Regions from separate parts of the Zea mays genome. Here region 2 is linked to region 1. The links are chromatin contacts, called in public Hi-C maps. All regions are on one chromosome and are shown on one strand. The core of a region is the stretch at or near the end of the contact, and the rest is flanking DNA. Distances in the headings are between cores, read along the strand shown.

The links. Hi-C and Micro-C count contacts between places; a contact is called where the count stands out from the background.
Region 2: a contact with region 1 is called in a Hi-C map of tassel, with 7 times the contacts expected there. The contact joins two enhancer-like sites. A contact is called at or near these places in 2 of 25 Hi-C or Micro-C datasets (ear and tassel).

The regions. Positions count from the first base shown.
Region 1 is chr8:110,924,049-110,928,051 of Zm-B73-REFERENCE-NAM-5.0, reverse strand. No RefSeq gene overlaps it. Among protein-coding and RNA genes, the nearest start is that of LOC111590001, 36 kb to the right of the region's middle. Within about 2 kb of position 2,026, at least 17 of the 20 cell types and tissues checked have an H3K27ac peak or open chromatin away from gene starts, as enhancers often do. A contact at or near this core is called in ear and tassel, where this site is marked.
Region 2 is chr8:111,214,275-111,218,733 of Zm-B73-REFERENCE-NAM-5.0, reverse strand. No RefSeq gene overlaps it. Among protein-coding and RNA genes, the nearest start is that of LOC103637181, 79 kb to the left of the region's middle. Within about 2 kb of position 2,168, at least 17 of the 20 cell types and tissues checked have an H3K27ac peak or open chromatin away from gene starts, as enhancers often do. A contact at or near this core is called in ear and tassel, where this site is marked.

The DNA of each region.
Region 1 (4,003 bases), core at 777-3,276:
CCGGCTGACTGCAGAGAATTTTTCCCCTCATCTATTGGTGGCATAATGGACATGCTTAAGGTCCCACAAGGTCAGCACCCTAGGGCCTAGGCTGCGCCAACCAGCTCCAGCCTTATGCTCTATTGCTAGTACACAAAATATAAGAATATCAAAAGGAACATCACATGAATACCTATTTAAATAGCATGAAGTATGCTATAGAAGAATCACTTAGGGGGTGTTTGAGAGTGAAGTTTTTTCAAAGTTTTGGAAGAATACTGCAGTATTCTCAAAAACTGTAGTATTATATATCAAAATGTGTTTGGCAAGCCAGCTAAAATCTCTGTTTTCAAAACTAAAGTATTACAAATGCTGCAGCTCTTTTGAATTATTCTAAACTTAGGTTTATACCTCAGTTTTCTCTGTAAAACGCAGCGCGCGCATCTCTCCCGCGTGCAAAAAAATACTTTGTTTCCACACATCTATGTATTCAATACTGTGGTATTCTAAAACTGTAGTAGTTTAAACTGTGGTATTGTCATGACTAAAGTATATTGTAGTATTTCAAAAACCGTGGTTTCCAAAAACTTTGTTCCCAAACAGGGCCTTATATTGTGCGAATACTTAGAGATAATTGTAAAATATCTCGTTTGTAGTACAAGAGAATACCAATATATACTGTAGATCATCACACGTATACTACATAAACAATTCAATACAAACTGTAGAACATCTCACGGGTATTATAAAAACATTGCACAACATAATATCTGTGAAACATTAATACTTTTTTAGAAAGAATACAATATAAACCAATCAAACGCACCACAAGAACAAGAACAAGATAATGAATCACCTCTTATTTAATAGATACAATATGTAATATCAGTACGGAATATTATTGAGTAATAAATAAATCAGAAAAGTTTCAACCGAATAGCACCATAACATCATAAGACCATTCCCATTAATAAAACGTCTATTAAATGTTGCAAAAATTTGAAATCAAAACAAACATAGAGAAAATGAAAAAACAAGAATAGAGAATAATACATGTAGCATACGAGATAAAGAAAAAATATTAATAGATGAAAACATAAAAAGGAAGAATGAAGAAGATGAAAATCTAAAGAAAAAAGAAGAGAAAACATAAAAACGGAAAGAGAAAAAAAAATGTTCTTGGACAACGACGCATCCTTTGTGGATGATGGCTGGACTCGAGGACGTAGCTCAAGTCCTAATGTCCTATACATACCAGTCTAAATAACGGTTCGCTTTCTGAGATGATAAAAGGGCCCACTAAAGAAAAGCCCACCTAATAAAACCAACGCATGCGAGCAAGGGTCGGCACCGTACTCGCCGCCGAGAGGTCGGACGCGAAGATTTGCGGGCTGTAACTCATGGGCTTTTTCTTTTTGTTTCCATGGGTAAGTTGGATTGTGTGCTTACTTTTGTTAAGTAACCCTAGTTAGGGTTATGTGGGCAAATATCTGTTTTATCCCTAAGTAGTCTCATATCTCTATATAAGCAACATGTACACCCCTTCATATGACAGAGAAGAGAAAGAGGCCAAAGGCCCAACCCTACATCGTGTCTCGTGTGTTTCCTCTGTCATGCTTCTGTGAAGGGATACAAGTCTTCCACTACTTCTCGCGCCTAATCTGCTGACGGGAGGAAAGGGTGCGGATCTGGTGATCCGTGGTAACGTAGTTCTCAACACGTTATCAGCACGCTCTACCTCGACGTTGTTGTGGATCTGATCGGCACCGACTCTCCACCACGCCGGCAGGTCCTCCGGCCTTGCCGAACTGTCCTACGCGACAGGTTTCGATTCCTCTACGTAATCAAGCGGTATGAGATGTTGTTGATATGTTCGTTGAAAAAGAATCTAGCACCCCTGTGACCGCTCACCCGCGCACTCGTACACGTCGTCGTGGCCGTCGAGGCTGCGTAGGGACGCCTCGAGGAACCGTGTAGCGTGGCGGACCCGACGCCGACCTTGGCCTCCACCACCGGTGGTGCTGGTGTTGTGGACCCTGGCGGTGAGCTCCTCGACCTTCTTGGGCCACACCTTAGATAGCAGCGTCAGGATGTTGGTCGCCGCATGGCCACCCACGACCTGCACGCCCGCGCCTACGCCAGCAGCGCTTGCACCGAAACCCCGCCTCACTGGAAACTCTCGCACCATGCCAGAAGAATTGCACCGGGGCGAGCTAGAGATGGCAATGGGTACCCGCTACCCGAAACCCGGTGGGTTTTTGCTCTATTAGGGTATGGGTTTGGGTCAATTTCTCTACCCATGGGTTTGTTAATGGGTTCAAATCGAAACCCAACGGGTACGTGGGCATGGGTTTGTTCTTCCACTACCCATACCCGCAAACCCATGGGTTTTTAAAACCCGCCTTAAAATCAACACTCCTTATAAATATGTCTCATAATATTATTAATTGAATATGTTCTAATTGAAATAAACTTCATGTAACAAATTTTAGGCTAAAATTAGTTATCACTTGTTCCTTTTATGCTAGCTTATTAATGTATTGATTGTTATTTACATGATGAATTATTTTTTATGTTGATGTTAGTGGGTATGGGAAACCCGTTGGGTACCCGAAACCCACATGGGTACGGGTTTGGGCAAAATTTTATACCCGTCATGGGTATGGGTTTTTTAGCGGGCGTATTTTTTCTTCGCGGGTACGGGTTTGGGCAAGTAATACCCAGCGGGTTTTTACCCATTGCCATCTCTAGGCCGAGCTGTCTAAGACTGCGCTAGGGGCGACGTGCGAGAGAGGAAAGGCAGGGGTGGCCGTCTGACCCGGTCCAGCACGCCACATGTAGCCGTTCCACCATGCAATAGCGGCATACGGTGCGGCCTGCAAGGTCCGAGTCTGCCGCAAGTAGGGATGAAAACGGGTCGGGTACCCGGACCGGGTACCGGATACGGATACTAATTCGGGACGTTTTTTCGGATACGGATACGGGTAATTTTATATCCGGGACGGATACGGGTACTACCCGGATAGAATCGTCTCGGATACGGGACGGATACGGGACGAGCAGTACCCGGTAAATACCCGACAGCCTCGGGCGGATACGGGTACCCGGCTACCGGGTACCCGGTAATATTTAGCCTAATAAACAATTAATGAATTAAACATAAACAGGCCCAAGCGGCCAGCCCAATCACTTTGGCGTTTGGCCTGTGGCCTCCAAGCCGAGCGCCGTGTCGCTGCTACCCTGGGACCTGGGTCCTGGCCACCTGCGTTGGCTTCCATCGTCCAGCCGCCAGACGCCGTCACCGCGGCTGCGCGACACAGCCTCACGCCAGATCGAGCGGGCGAGCCCGAGCTCCCATCCGGCGATCCCCGACTCCCCGTCGTCCGTCCGCCCGAGGCCCGAGCTCGTCGCGCCGCTGGACGGACCACGGACGGGCGAGCTCGGTCAGCTCCCTGCTCACCGCGCCGCCGCTGGACGGACCACGGACGGGCGCCGCTCGGTCACCTCGCTCCCTGCTCACCGCGCCGCGTCCGCCCGAGCTCTCACCGGCCACCGCGCTCCCTGCTCCCAGGTATCGCTCCCTGCTCCCAGCCCCTCCCTGCTCCTAGGTCTCGCTCCCTGCTCTCAGCCACCTCGCTCCCTGCTCCCAGGTGCCAGCCACCGAGCCGGGCAGCCGACCGCACCGCGCCGCCGCCAGACCGAGCGCCGTCCGAGCGCCGTCAACCCTAGCTCCAGTCCACTGCTCTAGGCGCCGTCGACCCTGCGTCCAAGAATGCAGCAGCCTCACGCCGGCGCATCAGGTCCCAACAGCGGGCACTCCTCGGCGGCCACCATCGTCGGCTCGTCGGCGGGGGCTCGTCAGCAGCAGCAAGAGGCAACTCACGCCCGAACACTCGATCCGTGGCCCCGTCGTGCAGCTCGGTAATGTTGTTGCTTTACCAACGATGACAGTCCACTTAGTATGGTTTACAACTATTAGTAACTTTGCTCATATTATTGTGATGGATAATGACAGCGCCATGGA
Region 2 (4,459 bases), core at 919-3,418, 290 kb before region 1:
TTTTAGCTAGTCTAAATTTTCTCTGATCACTGATCAGGGGCCAGGGCAGGAGGAGGCAGCAAATGGCTGGACGGAAACAAAATCGAAGGTGGCCGGGCGGGCATTGTAGGCCGGATCCCGTATGTGTCCCGAGTTCGAGTAGGACGTGCAAGCAGTTGGTTGGTTGGTACTACTAGCTAGTACAGTACTACGTGGTGCAGTGCAGCATCGTGTGCTTGCTGTGTGCAGATACCAAGGCAGGATTGGGACACGAGATCGACTTGCACATTGAGAGGCGGCAGATGACAGAGAGATGGGAAATAAATAAAGTGCACGAATGTTGAGGGGAAGAAAAATCCAGTACTCCCTCTGAAATCTCTGGTGCTTCGTGCATGCATCCTAAAGTACACGGTCACCCATGAATATATCTATCATCTATCAAATCAGAACCTAATCATTGTAGCGAAGAAAGGCAGCATGCATGCATGCATGCATATGGAATGATTGGCGGACATGGATAGGGCCGAAAGAATGAGGCTGACTACAACAGCAAGATACCATTTTAGTCATCTATTTGCGGTCCTTTTTTGCTATTATCAATGGTTTAGCTACCCATCTATTCATTTTAAAATTAAATCTATGTCACAACCTCTACTCTAAAATAATCTAAGCGTACTCAAAATCTTTTATTCGGTTAGACCCGCTATGGATTTAATATTTATAACTCAAGGATTTAGGAAATTTTTAAATTATAGAAGACATGTGTTATATCCATAACTCATTAGGTATGTAACAAATTCATAAAGATATTGCACAGGTTTATATTAGAATGTATAGATCGAAACAATAATAACTACTTTTACGAGATACTTGGATTAAATAATAGATTCAATCTCACCATGAGATTGAGTGTGAGATATGAATTCAGTTAATCCAGAATCGGATTAGTCTCGTACTTCCCATGCATAACCACCCCGCCCGTACGGTAGTCGGTAGGGGTGAAAACGGTCGAAAACGATCGGTAAACACAAAAACCATTTTCGTTTTCATATTTTTCCTCGGAAACGAGATCGAAAACGGTAACTCCGGAAACGAAAACGATATCGGTAATTCGGAAACATCGGAAACAAAAGTTCGGTACGAAAATTACACCGGTTACGATCGGAATCTAAAAATTCGATCGGTAAAAACTGTAACTTGTACCCTCAATTAACTTCAAAAATCCACGTAAGTCATACATTTATATAAAATTAATAATAAATATATAAGGTAGCAGGCCACAATAAATATATAAAGTAAGAAATCATAAAACAATAAAATCATTATTATGTATTTAAATAAAGTAGAATCAAGATGTGTATAATGATATGGCACTTACATTCTATTTATACACCTACTACTTGGTATAGTCAATATAATTAGTGTCCTCTTGGTACTTCTTAAGTTCTCATTCAAATTATGAATATATGTATCAAGAGTAATAAGAGGTAAGAAAACATAAATAAGATTTATAAAAGTTTCAGACGATTCTAAACTATATACCATTAGATAGATCTTGATTTTAGAAAAATAATAAAATTAGTTTTATATTTTTCTAAGCTAAGATGAGTTTATTATGAATTTATAAAGATCAGTTCAGATTTAATATTTTTTCTGAAAAATACCGAATTTATTATCGACGGTAAAATACCGAATAAAAACGGTAATTTCCGGAAACGGTCGGAAGAGACCCAAACCGTTTCCGTTTCCGATTTCGAGTTTTTCTACCGATTCCGTTTCCGTATTTTCGGTAACCGTTTCCGTTTAGACCTAAATTTCGGTAAATATTCGAAAACGATTTCCGGTATCCGAAAATTACCGTTTTCGTTTTCATCCCTAGTAGTCGGTCTCTGTTGCTTGCGCATTGCCACGACCCACCCACATACCTTGTGCTGCTAAAATCCCCAGGCGACAGACAGGTGTACGAAAACTGAACAGTCCCGTCGACGCCACTTGTGACGTCACCAACAGTATCGGCAACTGAAGGCATGCCGCGAAGAGAAACACACAGCAGAATCCTGACCATTCAAAAAAACAAAGAACAGGGTCCCGACAGGAGGCGGCCCACGCGCTCGCCCTCACGTGCTGGGCCGGGTGATGGGGATCCGGATCCTGTCCAGCCTGCGCCTGACTGCCCGCCATCCGGCCTCCGATGGCTCCGCGCCCGCGCTTCCCGGCTCCATGTCGCCAGCTAAGCCCACGGGCCCACGGCGCCGCACATCACCTGCTCGCGTCGCTTCCCGACGGCAGCTAGCGTTTGGTTCCGAAACCACCTCGATGGAACGGTTCCGTACAGAGATGTCAATGTGTCCCGAAACTCGATTACCCATATGAAATTCCTCTATTAAAATTAGGATATGAATTAAAATTGATCTCCATAGATATAGATTTGAGAGAAATCATTTCCCTATCGGGTATGGGATACGGGTTTGGGAAGGCTAAACCCGAACCCGATTACCCATTGGACTGTGTTACCCGATTTACTACAGCATCCAGGCTTCTAGGGGAATTCATCTTCGAGCATATGCTTGTCCGTCTGTGGGCTTAAATGATAAAACATGTACTAAGAGATATTTCTATTTACTGTTTGACCATATTTGTGATATGTGGATATGTGGCTACTAGAAGACACTATTTATTTTACATGAGTATGTTGATGAAACTACAAGATATGCATGCTGAAATGCTGAATTGTGTTATGTCCATATATTGAAATTCCGAAATGTTGAATAGTCGGGTCGTGTACGGTTCTGTGGGGGACAGATATCCCCCGGGTCCACTAGAAGGATGAAAGACCTCACGAAAGGTCCAAGGGCCCAATGAATCGTAAGGCCATCCCTTCGTGGGCCTAGGAAGGGACAATCAGTAAAGCAGATCGACGTAAGGCCGGATTGGTGCAAGCCCGGACGGCCCACAGCGTTGAGCAAGCGACCACAACAAGGATCCGACTTTCCCGCGCTGGAGCCCCATGCAGCGGATCCAGGCGAGGATAGGTCGGCAAAATCATAGGAAGATAGACTCAAACAAGTTCACTATCTTTTAGGTGCACATAGTTATCATATCCACGTGTATTGCCCCACGGTCGAATATATAAGGCCTAGGGGGCACCCCTTCAAAACGATCGACCCTATTACTCAGCCGCCCACCTCAACTCTCTGCATTCTCAATTCAGAGAGCTACCTTGTAACCTCATTCACCAAGCATACTCCCCAGGACGTAGGGTGTTACGCATCTCTAAGCGGCCCGAACCTGTAAACATTGTCCACTGTCCCTCGTGCATCTGGCACGAACCATTTTGCTACAGTCGGCGACACCGTCCTACTCCTAAAAACACCTTGAGGGGCAACCCCGGGTGTGCGGTCGGACCCAAAACACTGACAGCTGGCGCGCCAGGTAGGGGGTGTGTCGACGATCCAAGCTAGCTCAATGGCCGTCACCTTCCACAGCAAGATCACCCTCCGTCCCGGATCCGTATTCTGCTTCGGAACAATCTCATCCGTACCAGATGAAGAGGGAACTCTACACCGCATTGCAGATCCGCCGAAAAAGAAGTCTCCTCCAACAAACTCCGAAAATGTCGGAGAAGCGCAACCTCCAGCTCTCCGGAAAAAGATCGCCTTCAGAAAGTCAGGGGCCGAGGGCCCGCTGACCCGGAGAACTCCACTGTCTACTTCCCGACAAAAGAATGGACACAGATCGCGAGGAAGAAGGAGACCAAGGGGAAGCAAGTTGTTCTTTCCGTTCCTCCGCCCTCAAAAGAGAACGGAAAGAAGGTCGCCACGACAGCAGCTCCATTCTATCCCGACGTCCTCTTCATCGGGAGAGTGGAGTCGCCTCCCATCTCCGACGACGAGCCGACCGCACCCAGAGAAGAACCACCTCAACGAGAATCCCGCCGACGGAGAAACCGGCGCCGGAACTGATAGTCGCCTAGAGGGGAGGGTGAATAGGGCGAGACTGAAATTTACAAATATAAACACAACTACAAGCCGGGTTAGCGTTAGAAATATAAACGAGTCCGCGAGAGAGGGCGCAAAACAAATCGCAAGCGAATAAGTAAGTGAGACACGCGGATTTGTTTTACCGAGGTTCGGTTTTCGCAAACCTACTCCCCGTTGAGGAGGCCACAAAGGACGGGTCTCTTTCAACCCTTCCCTCTCTCAAACGGTCCCTCGGACCGAGTGAGCTTTTCTTCTTCTCAATCAAACGGGAACAAAACTTCCCCGCAAGGGCCACCACACAATTGGTGCCTCTTGCCTTAGTTACAATTGAGTTTTGATCACAAGAACAAGTGAGAAAGGAAAAAGCGATCCAAGCGCAAGAGCTCAAAAGAACACGGCAAATCTCTCTCGCTAGTCACTAAAGGCTTGGGTGGAATTGGAGAGGATTTGATCTCTTTGGTGTGTCTAGAATTGAATGCTAGAGCTCTTGTAGTAGTTGG